4 separate regions of the Mus musculus genome follow, and all the other regions are linked to region 3. The links are chromatin contacts, called in public promoter capture Hi-C maps. All regions are on one chromosome and are shown on one strand. Each heading gives the region's core, a stretch centred on a gene start, on an enhancer-like site or on the middle of the called end of the contact. The rest is flanking DNA. Distances are from core to core; before and after follow the strand shown. Region 1 holds the start of Golt1b (golgi transport 1B). Region 2 holds the start of Sult6b2 (sulfotransferase family 6B, member 2). Region 3 holds the start of 5330439B14Rik (RIKEN cDNA 5330439B14 gene). Region 4 holds the start of Gys2 (glycogen synthase 2).

Region 1 (2,700 bases), core at 121-2,620, 230 kb before region 3:
TTAAAACTTGGCCTGAACATTTAACTCCCCAAACTGTTATGTTTGCTCAATGACAATCTGTTACCATTACATAAAAACAAAATTAGAAAGCATGTTATATTTTGCTTAATTTTGTATTTTTAGTAATTATTTGGGTAGACGTGTAACCTGCCCAAAATTCCCTTGGAAGAACTTAGGTTTTCTGCCTATTTAAGTTTCAACAGTTTGCTAATTTTAAAGTCATTCGTACTCAGAACACAGGCTTTTTTTTGGGGTGGTGTTTTAGTTTTCTGTGTTAGGGGCCAAGGACCTCATTGTGTTCATGAACTGTTGTGAACAACTTTTTTGCTCAATCAATGACAATCTGTCACCATTACATAAAAGCAAAAAACAAACGTTTGAAAGTGTGTTATATATTGCTTAATTTTATATTTGCTAAACCTAAGAGTGCTCTCCAAAGACAGATTCTGCACCCGCCTATTCTCACTTGAACTGTTTCCTTTATCGAATTTGTACCCTTCCTGTGCATGGCTGTTAAGACAGATAAGCCCTGATTAAAGAGTAAGGACAAAACTAACGGACATTTAAGGATGGGTTTAAATCAAGACTCCTCCTTCCTCACGTATGAGAACATCTCCTTATCACTTCCTAGACTGATACTATTCTGCCCATGGACTCTAAGGTCCTGTATCATGGCAGAGCCTGAATCTCTTCACTTTTGTAAACAGCCTAGAAAAAAAAAAATGCCTTTTCCGGAACCTAAAAACAGGCGCTTTCTCTTCGCTTAGGAGAGATTCGGTCTAAGTTCATTTCCTGCCACTACTTCAAATATATATATATTTTTGGACTTTGCTGCCAATAACCTACCCCTTGCCTAAATTAGGCAACTTCACAGCAAAACATAGCGTAGCACGAAATATATCCAAGAACTAAGTTACAAAGAGGTCTGTCAGTCAAAAAACGTGAACCAGGTCCACTGTCATCAGTGCGGAAGGAAAACGCACGCTAACCCTGAGCGCATCCCTCCACCCCGCCGGCTCCACAGACGAGGCAGAAGCGCAAGCTGCGGCGACCAGGGCTCCTGAAAGCGATGGCAGAGACGACGCCCAGCTCCTATCCGCCCAGCAGACAGCCGCGGACCCACGCGCCGGAACCGGCACCACCACGAACCTGTCAGCCGCTCCGCGCGTAAAAACCTTCCCGCCGCCCGGCATGCAGCGCCCACCCTTCCGGATCAGCCCCCTCCACCAATCACAAGCCATTGCCTTCTCTGATTGGCTGCGTGGTGCGGCGTCCGGGTGCACATCCGAACAAGAGCGCGTGCTATTGGTCTCGCTGCAGCCAATGGAGCGCGGCCTTGCGGCCCGGCGGCGGCGGCTGCGTGTTTCCGGAAGACGTGGCGGCTCGGGCCCGGGCGGCGTCGCCGAGGCTCTTCTCCGGACCAGGCTTCGCAGCGTGGGCCCCGAAGCACCGCGGTCCTCGCCGCCGCCACCATGATCTCCCTCACGGATACGCAGAGTAAGCGCTGCCGGGCCCCAGCGTTGGCCGGTGCTCCCGCCTCAGCCTCTGCTCCGCCCCGCAATGAATGGAGCGAGCGCGCGTGGGGCGGCGGCCCGCGGGAGGGAGGGGGCCGTGACGGGAGGACCGCCGACCTGCCTCGGCCCAAGTGCCGCCGCCGCCTTCGCCCCGGTGGCACCCGTGCTCTGTCCCACGGAACAGCCGTCGGACCAAGTTTCCGGGGTGGCGGGAATGGGACTGTCCGCCCGCGCGGAGCGCCTGCAAGGCTGGGGTGGGCTGGGGGCGTAGAGAGCCGTGATCAGACTCCACTGTTACCTACCTACCCAAAATTCCCTTAACAAGGACTTCGGTTTTCCGCTCGTTTAAGTTTCAACCAAGTTTACTAATGTTAAAAAGTCACTTTGTGCTCTGAGCATTGACTTCGATGGTTTAGATTTCTGGGTTAGGAGCCAGGATCACACTGTAGGTTAACGAGGCTGGCCTTGCGCTCATTGTGTCAGTGCTAGCCTTCCCACTTGTAATCCTGCCCCGGTCTCTAAAGTTATGAGATTACAAGCATGAAGGACTCTGCCTGTCTGTACTGGGAAAGGATTTCTTTATTAGTGTTGTATTCTGTACTTCGTGGCGTGTTCTATTTTAGCATCCTGTTTCTGCCTATCTCATCATTCTGACCAGCTTTGCAGTCTTCAGTCTTGCCTTTTTTTTTTTTTTTGTAGCCCCAGAGATTAGAGCATCTCAGCCAAATGTTTCTGCAGACTAGCAGAGCGTTATCCCTATCTCCATCGTTTTCTCTGTGACTTCATTTTTCTATGTTTTCTTATCAATCTTAATTATTTTTCTATTTATAAATTCTACCCAAGCTGGTTACTTTTTAAAGATATCTTTATGGGTATGACCTCTTTTTGCCTCACTTTTGCTCATTACCATGAACTTTGTTTCTTCAAACTATATTCACCTTAGCTTTTCAAGATTCTAACATCCCACTGAAGTGAAACAAAAACCTTCCTTGAAGTTATTCTCAAGTGGAGTTTGAAGATTTAGATTCAAGTTGTGGCACACTGGAGTGTCACAGGTGCTTTATGAGTCCCTCCACACCCTGGCAGTCCCCTCTGTCTTACTGTGGACTGCACAGCTACCTTCTCTAGCCCAGGGGTGTTGTCTATTGGTCCAGTCAGGCTCCTTTGGTTCTAGTCAGAAATAAAA
Region 2 (2,700 bases), core at 188-2,687, 190 kb after region 3:
AACTTCATGGCTGAACAATAAATACTCTGTCTTGCTTTCTAAGTTTCATGTTAAGTGTACTTTACAAAGGTCTTTCTTTCTTAGATTTATTTATTTTATTAGTGGGAGTGTTTTGCCTGCAGATGTGTGTGTGTGTGTGTATCTTGTGAGTGCCTGCTGTCTACAGAAGAGGGCATCAGATTCTCTGGGATTGAAATTGAGCAGAGTGTGTGTGTGTGTGTGTGTGTGTGTGTGTGTGTGTGTGTGTGTGTTCTCAAAACCCCTGACCTTTGTGCACTTTGCTTCTTCCCACACTGATGACCCGATCTAACTGGTGACTACACTGCATAACTGACTGGACGTGGCTGCTCGTTGTTGAACACCTTAACTGTAGCCACCGTCTCTATGTGACCACTACTAAGGAAATTGTAGCAGGCAACTGGATGTTACATAACAAACAAAATTATCATAGAACTAAGTCCAAGAAAGTACAGAGTGGCATTACTTACTCAATGACACCCATGGGTGTACAACTCTGTACGAATCGATTCTGAAGTAAAACTTTAGCAGGGAAAGTATTTACGGCTCTTATTAGTGTAGATGAAAAAAGTTATAGACAATTAAGTATGAGCTGAGCAAAGGTTGTTTAGTCATCAGGACGATCTGGGCAAGATACAATGGGAATCTATCACATAGCTATTTTGCTTATTTCATATGATATATCAACATTTGTGCACCTTCATAAATCAAATGAAGAGGAAAACTTTAGCAGAGCTTCAATCATTTCACTTGAGTCTTTTTAAAGTAAGAAATCTAAATCCTTGAAAGTCATCCCCCCACCCCCAAAAAATGTCTGAGATGGAAACAAAAACAATGTTTCCATTACTGTTGCTTCTCTGTATCTTATAGAACACTAAGTAAATGGAAACAATGTTTCTACCTCTTACTGTTGCATCTCTGTATCTTATAGAACACTAAGTAAATGGAAACAATGTTTCTACCTCTTACTGTTGCATCTCTGTATCTTATAGAACACTAAGTAAATGGAAACAATGTTTCTACCTCTTACTGTTGCATCTCTGTATCTTATAGAACACTAAGTAAATGGAAACAATGTTTCTACCTCTTACTGTTGCATCTCTGTATCTTATAGAACACTAAGTAAATGGAAACAATGTTTCTATACCTCTTACTGTTGCATCTCTGTATCTTTTAGTACATTTTAGGGGGAAACTCACCAGATTTTGGGTAGGAAACCAGAAATATGTCATCTTCTCTAGCATCAAAAGAGTCCAAGGAACCAAGGAGTTCTTCTGAAGACATGGTAGAGAAGAAGATGCCCATGTACTTATGGAGGAGACTTGGCTGACTCTGGCATGACATCTTCCACTGACCCTATTAGAGGCTGTATAGTCAGCACAGTCCCTCCACAAGCCACAGACAAACCTGGCCCTTGGTCACAACCTCAGCAGAGTGGCAGAGGAATCTTGGTATCTCCAAGCTGATATTCCATGTGTCTATATATACCTTTTGCAGCTCTCTAGAAGAATAATTTTTAAACCACAACTGAGCCAATGTCTATTATAAAAGTCATGTTATCTGAATTTTTCTGATAACACAGGTTACAAAATGTGTCCTTCCACTCAGTTCAGGCTCATTTGCATAGAAAACTACCAGGCAGCCAGGAGTAATCACTGTGTTAAGATTGTACCACTATCAAATCCTTTGTCCTAAATAGGTAAAGTCTTTAGTCACTACAATGAATTATGTCACTGAAAGTAATTAAGAAAATTGGGTTTCTACAGTATAGGAAGTAGTCAGTATTTAAAGTTTGAGGGGACACAGCAACAGGGAAATAAGAATGTCTCCAGGAATTGGGAAATACTCTTGCGACAGCCTTTATGAGCTGTAGTTTAGAAGAAATACAGTGATAGTCAGAATACCACACTAAAAAGAGATTTCCTGAGAACACATGCAAACAGGAATCTGTAGAGAGAAGGAAGTTAATTCTTATCTCACTCAATTTTAGTCTTGGTTGGTAATATTACAATATTCCAGATTCAATTAGATATAGTAAAGAAATGCTCAGTTATTTCAATGAAACTCAGTTGAAAATTTGGCTTGTCTGACAATGGAAGGAACATTAATGAAGAAATGGACAAAATTTTAATCGAGTGTCAAAAATAGAGGTTATACTGTAGGGAAAATATCTGAAGAAGAAAGATGCCCATGGCAGTAACAGAAACATATACATAGTAACAGATCATATACACAGGAGATGACAGAGAATGCACTAATAGAATAAACACATGAACGGAGGACAGCAATGAAGTGTCCTGGCTTGCTGTGTTCTAGGACAAGCCAACAGAAAGCAGAGCTTGAGGGTGGGCTGCTCACTTGGTGCAGCTACGTAGCATGTAGGAAGCCAGGAATGGATGCCCAGCCACACAGACACAATGTATAGTGGTACAGATCTACAATCCCAGCACCCAGCAGGTGGAGGCAGGAGGATTGGAAATTCAAGGTCCTTTTTAAAAATAAAACTATTGGCAGGATTAATTTTTGATAGCTAATTTTTGCATAACTACCCATTGGCTCCCTTTTAGATACTTATTTTTACGTAATTAAAATATAATTATTTTAAGTCATTTCTCCCCTCCCCCTCCTCCCTCCTACCCCTTGTAGGTCCTCCCCTCCAAAATTCACACTCTCCTCTTCTTT
Region 3 (2,700 bases), core at 3-2,502:
GTTGGAGATACAAATAATCTACAGCAGGGACTTAGATTAACTTGACAAACCCTACAGTCGCCTGGCTAGAGAGTTCCAGTGAGGGGTTATCTACACTGGGTAGTCCTTGGGCATGTCTGTGGGAAACTGTGTCCATTAAGTTAATTGATGTAGAAAGTCCTATACCACTGTGGGCAGTGCCACCCCCTAGGCAGGGGGTGTAAGAGTAGAGGAAGCAAGTGCGTGAGATTGTATTGCCCCCCCCCCCCTCTCTCCCTCTCCCTCTCTCTCTCTCCCTCTGCCCTTGACGGTGGTTATGATAGGACTAGTTCTTTAAAGTTTCTTCCTTGACTTCCCACAATGAGGGAGGCTAAGCAGGAATTGTAAGCTGAGATAAGCCCCTTTCTTCCCTCACTTGTGTTTTGATAGCATATTTTATCACAGCAACAAATCAAGCTAGACTTGCATACTAGGGCAATTCCGGCGCCTTCATTGTTATTTTAGGGACACGTCCATGAGGTACATGTTCTTATTCTTACTTTATAAGTGAAGAGGGATCTGGCACAGCAAGAACTTAATCTGGGACATGAAGTCCATACTGTGCCAGAGTCTGTGCTTATTCCTGTGTGTCACACAGGAGAGAAGACAGCAGTAGATGACTTAGTGGCTGACAGTTTTGTACTAACGTAACCCTCCATTGGCTTAAAACAAAAAAATCCACCTTCCCTTACAAGCTTGTCTGGATCAGTGAAGGACATCAGTGTACCTGGTCACTTGTCTTACAAAAAAAAAATGGCATTGTATAAATATTTACTATCCTGTGAACTTAGGTAGTTCGGAGGGTATAGAGAACACAGAGTGATTTTTGCTTTGGGGGCATTTTTGTGTGTGTGTGTGTGATTAGCTACAACATGAAAATAAATTTCATTTGGAACAAAACCAAACCTGATCTATTTTAAAGTCCAGTCAATGGAGGCCTGGTCCTGACTCTCCGTAGAAGGCTAGTTCCACCAAACATCTGCCTCTCCACGCGAAGCCTCCTGTCTGTTTGGTTTCCATTACGAAATCGCACAAGGAACATAATGAACGTACCGTCCTGACCTCCAGCCATCTGTTGGCTGCTGAGAGAAATAAGTAGGCAATGTTGTTCGTGTCTGTCAGCTCCAGCATGCGTTGCTTGAATCTGGTTTCATGCCTACAGAAAACAAAGACACCACAATGTTAGTCACCTAACAGGAGAATTAGAAAAAGCCAGTCACTGTTAACTACTGAATGGTTTGTAACAGAGTGACACATGGATGGGATGCGTGACAGGCGAGTGGACTCCAGAGTTGCTCTGCTGAGTTCTGGATAGAGTCCAAGAGGGCAAGTGTTTGCTCCATTTTCATGCTACAGCTATGAAAAGAAGCCATTGCGATGACAACTCTTCATTAAAAGTCACCACAGTATTGATGGATCCAATGTTGTGAGACTTGGCCTATGCCATCCGGGCTACAGAAATCACAGTATGTTCTACCTGTGTTTGAGGCATTTATTTCATTTTTCCAAATGATGTTGAGCTGGGCTGGATGAGAACCAATGGAGACAGAAAACCATACATTTACAACAGGTAAATATATCCCTTCAAATATATTCTTTTTCTTTGGCTCTTTTTTTTTTTAACCAAAGAAAGAAAGTAGGGTGCCAAGGAGCAGAAGATAGAGGGATCTTCTCACAGATGGCTGGCACAGCACAGGGTCTGTTTGCAGTGACCCTGTGAAAGCGAAGGAGATTTACTTTGGGTGATCTGAATAGAGACAGAGGGTGGGGAGAGGGAAGGGTCAAGCCAGGCTTCCCAGAGCACAGAAAAGATTGTCTTGGTATAGCTTTAGGGGTGAAGCTGGGTTTTGAGGGTGAACAAGGCACTGTAAATACTCTGAGTGGCATCAGAGAAAATCCTCCATCCTCTAGGGTTGGGAGATTTCTCACCCTAATAGTCGTGGTGATGGAGAGACATCAGATGTCCATGGGAAACTTAGGCTCATCCCTGTTGCTCAACATGATCAAACACAATTCTGTGTGGCTTACTTTACTAGCAGAACTAGCAATAACCTTCAACAAGCGTATGTCCTGTGTGAGCACGTCTCACCCTATACTTCCAACCCCTTGCACTACCATGTACAATGAATATATGCCATAGAAAGTTTGTTTTAAAAGTTAAGAAGACCCTTAAGCACTTGAACATCCTGGGTATGATTTCACACATACACACTAAAAAGAAAAAGAAACATATCTCTTCTACGTAACAAACATATCCTGACTTTGTAATCACTTTCCTTAAATAATAGACAAAACAGAGCTGACAAGCAACTGGTTTGAAAGTTGGTGCCATACCCAGCTGAGTTAGCTTCTTTCCTCCCTGTGGCCACAGCTGTTCTGACATAAGCCATCTATAGGTCATTTTGTAAGGAATTACTGACCCACTCACTAGTGAGCCCTACTTGCTAAAAGAATCCCCCCATTCCTGTAAAATCTTCCAGTAAAATTGCAAAACTTTTAAATAACTCATCACTTGTATCAAAGAACGAAGAAGTCCTGGGCGGGGTACATTTGGCCCACCATCAGAGTCCATACAGGCCAATATAAAGCAGATACTTGGTATCTCTCCAATCAATCTGACCATTCTAGTATGCCAAGCCAGAGAGATAATTTGGTGAGACAGCAGTGTCTGATCTACAACGA
Region 4 (2,700 bases), core at 86-2,585, 140 kb before region 3:
TGCAGAATTCAGGAAATCTATTCACCTGTTAATATTCCCTTGAGATTTTTAAAACAAGCATAATGGCACACACTTTTTAATCCCAGCACTTGAATCTGTAATTTTCCAGGCCAACCATAACTAAACTGTGAGTTCATGTGTCAACATCCTAAAACTGGAAGATAAATCTCTAAGAGTTGATTTTCACATAGCCTTATAAATACCTCTATTAGAAAAATCACTTAGGTTGCCTCATCCATCTTTCATTTTCAAAAGCACATTTTCTATATATGCATAGCATTGGAGAAAGATTCATTTTAATATTTCTCAGTAGAACACAATTTAAATGAAACTCTAACTTCAATCTTATCTTGAATTCTTAGAAGCATTAAACACTAATAGCATGAAGAGGTAACATTTCTGATTAGTCCTGACCACATATAGCTTTTCCTCTAAGAAAAGAATTTCTTAATTTGCTTCTTATTTATAAGGAAAATGCTCAGACAAAACAATAACTTGCCCCTTGGTCTTGCAAACTTTATATGCCCCAGTATAGGGGAACACCAGGGCCAAGAAGTGGGAGTGGGTGGGTAGGGGAGAGGGGTGGGGGGAGGGTATAGGGGACTTTCGGGATAACATTTGAAATGTAAATGAAGAAAATACCTAATACAAAATTAGAAAAAGTTTTAAAAAATTCCTACTTGGCCATGACATTCATTTACATTTCTAACATTAACAAGCCTATTCAGCCACTCACTACCCTTTTGGATTCTCTCCCTCTTCACCCCACATATAAGTTTATGTTTTCATTGCCTGTTGGAAAGAGTTTTATGACCTACAGACACCTTCAGAGCCAATGCTGCCCCATCACCACTGGAGTCCCCTATGTCTCTGGCCCACCATGGCCAGTGTTGCAAGTAGTACAAACCTTTGTTGGTCACCTCCCAAGAAACTTCAAAAAGCAGTAAGTCTTCCACAGGGAGTCTTTCAGCTTCCCACACAGGGAGCCCACCAAGGGATGTCACCGACAAGGAGCGGCCTCTGAGCATTCTTCTTCCAGCTGTGTGGTGCCGTTTGGGACCTGATTCAGCTGACTGCAGTCAGCACTGAGAAAAAGCAGCAGCCTTGGGATAGCCTCTACAGGGTGAGCCAGCAATCTGAGGTCACATGAACCCAGCGCAGCTGGATGAAGCGTGCCCAGCTCCTTGCTGCCTTTCAGGAGAGGGCAGTGCCTCACAGTTATAATCCACACAGACACCCAAAAACAAAAAAAACAAGACAAAACAAAACAAAAAATCGCAGCTGAAACCTGACTATTCACAGCAGGGCAGGTAGCCAGAGGACAGACTGAGCATGACAAGAGTCCAGTCCTTTGGCCTTTGGCCTTTAGACCAAACTCCTACACTCTCTGGATGCTTATTTTGTCATTGGCAGAAGCACAAGCAGGAGTTTCCCTCAGACACAAGCAGTTTTCCACAGACTGCACGGTGGTGCCTAGAGTCTACCCCAGCCTGTGCCTAGCTGTGCTCTTCCCTCTGCCTCTCCTTATCTAGAACTCTGAGTTTTATTCCCACTTATTTTATTCTAAATGTACAAGCTGGATTGTGGTGAGAGGCCAGATCTCGATTCTCCTTAAATGCTGTACTTTTTTGGTATACAAAGGCATAAACCACGGTGTCTTTCTGCATAGCACATAAAGAATGTGTCATTTTGGTTGATTGGTTGATTGTCAATCCCTATCTTAATGGCTAAAGAGAAATGAATTTTAGTTCCGTTCATGGATTTTAAATGTCAAGTATTATGGGATTGATAGTATTTCATAATTCAGTGCTCAGGAAAGTATTGAAATATGGGGGAAAGTTGCAGAAGAGGTTAGGATCTGAACTTTCACCATAATGATGATTACATCATCAGTAAAGGCCGTGCACCGCCTTTTCTGTATTTGTCAGTGTACAACTATGTATGTGCTTGTGTGTTTGCCCATACAGACAAACACCACCTTCCACACTCTAATATTCCCAAAAGACAACTACAAGCATGCTTGATTTTTAACCATGTTCTTTACAAGTTTAGCTTGCTATCAACATGCCTACATTAATAGGCCTTTTTTTTTTCTTTCAGAAAATGATAATTGTCCCAAGTATTCTTCTTGTTTGAATTTTAAGAATTCGGGCCAGCGAGAGGGTGCAGCAGGTGAAGAGCTTGCGGCCAAGCCTGATGACCTGGATTTGATCCTGGGACCCACATGACAGAAATAGATAGCCAGCTCCTGCATGTCATCATCTGACCTTCATGCATGTGTGGTGGTACACATAAGCAGTCACACACATACCACCTGCAAAAGAAATGCAATAGAGGAGCTGGGCGTGGTGGCGCACACCTTTAATCCCAGCACTCGGGAGGCAGTGGCAGGAGGATTTCTGAGTTTGAGGCCAGCCTGGTTTACAAAGTGAGTTCCAGGACAGCCAGGGCTACACAGAGAAACCCTGTCTCAAAAAACAAACAAACAACAACAACAAAACAAACAAACAAACAAAACAAAAAGAAAAGAAAAAAAAGAAATACAATAGAAAAATTTAAAAATAGAATTTTTAAAATTCTCACAAAAACTAAATTGTTAATACAGTATAGAAAATTTTATTAGTTTTTTTTAGCAACATCATTCAGCAGTAACTTAAGCCTGTCTTAATGACTCAAGGTGAATAGAGTCATATTTTATCA

What was found. Promoter capture Hi-C pulls out the DNA fragments that hold promoters and counts their contacts.
Region 1: a promoter capture Hi-C map of hippocampal neurons shows a contact between it and region 3, with 4 times the contacts expected there. The contact joins the promoter of Golt1b here to the promoter of 5330439B14Rik in region 3. A contact is called at or near these places in 2 of 39 promoter capture datasets (hippocampal neurons and liver).
Region 2: a contact with region 3 is called in a promoter capture Hi-C map of embryonic stem cells, with 4 times the contacts expected there. The contact joins the promoter of Sult6b2 here to the promoter of 5330439B14Rik in region 3. A contact is called at or near these places in 11 of 39 promoter capture datasets (the 3T3-L1 cell line, 3T3-L1-derived adipocytes, cranial neural crest and 7 more) and 1 of 9 other capture datasets (adipose tissue).
Region 4: a promoter capture Hi-C map of stem cell-derived epiblast-like cells shows a contact between it and region 3, with 3 times the contacts expected there. The contact joins the promoter of Gys2 here to the promoter of 5330439B14Rik in region 3. A contact is called at or near these places in 8 of 39 promoter capture datasets (cranial neural crest, embryonic stem cells, hematopoietic stem and progenitor cells and 3 more) and 1 of 9 other capture datasets (adipose tissue).

What each region holds. Positions count from the first base shown.
Region 1 is chr6:142,385,873-142,388,572 of GRCm38.p6, forward strand. It overlaps Golt1b (golgi transport 1B), which reads left to right and starts at 1,371. Exons shown (of 5, transcript NM_025872.4): 1 at 1,371-1,497. The coding sequence starts at 1,473. Recql (RecQ protein-like) reads right to left here and starts at 1,215. Exons shown (of 15, transcript NM_023042.3): 1 at 1,150-1,215.
Region 2 is chr6:142,803,029-142,805,728 of GRCm38.p6, forward strand. Sult6b2 (sulfotransferase family 6B, member 2) reads right to left here and starts at 1,438. Exons shown (of 6, transcript NM_001145390.1): 1 at 1,218-1,438. The coding sequence starts at 1,362.
Region 3 is chr6:142,613,343-142,616,042 of GRCm38.p6, forward strand. 5330439B14Rik (RIKEN cDNA 5330439B14 gene) reads left to right here and starts at 1,253. Exons shown (of 2, transcript NR_037679.1): 1 at 1,253-1,588. It overlaps Abcc9 (ATP-binding cassette, sub-family C (CFTR/MRP), member 9), which reads right to left. Exons shown (of 40, transcript NM_011511.2): 31 at 1,072-1,174.
Region 4 is chr6:142,471,774-142,474,473 of GRCm38.p6, forward strand. Gys2 (glycogen synthase 2) reads right to left here and starts at 1,336. Exons shown (of 17, transcript NM_145572.2): 1 at 908-1,336. The coding sequence starts at 1,028.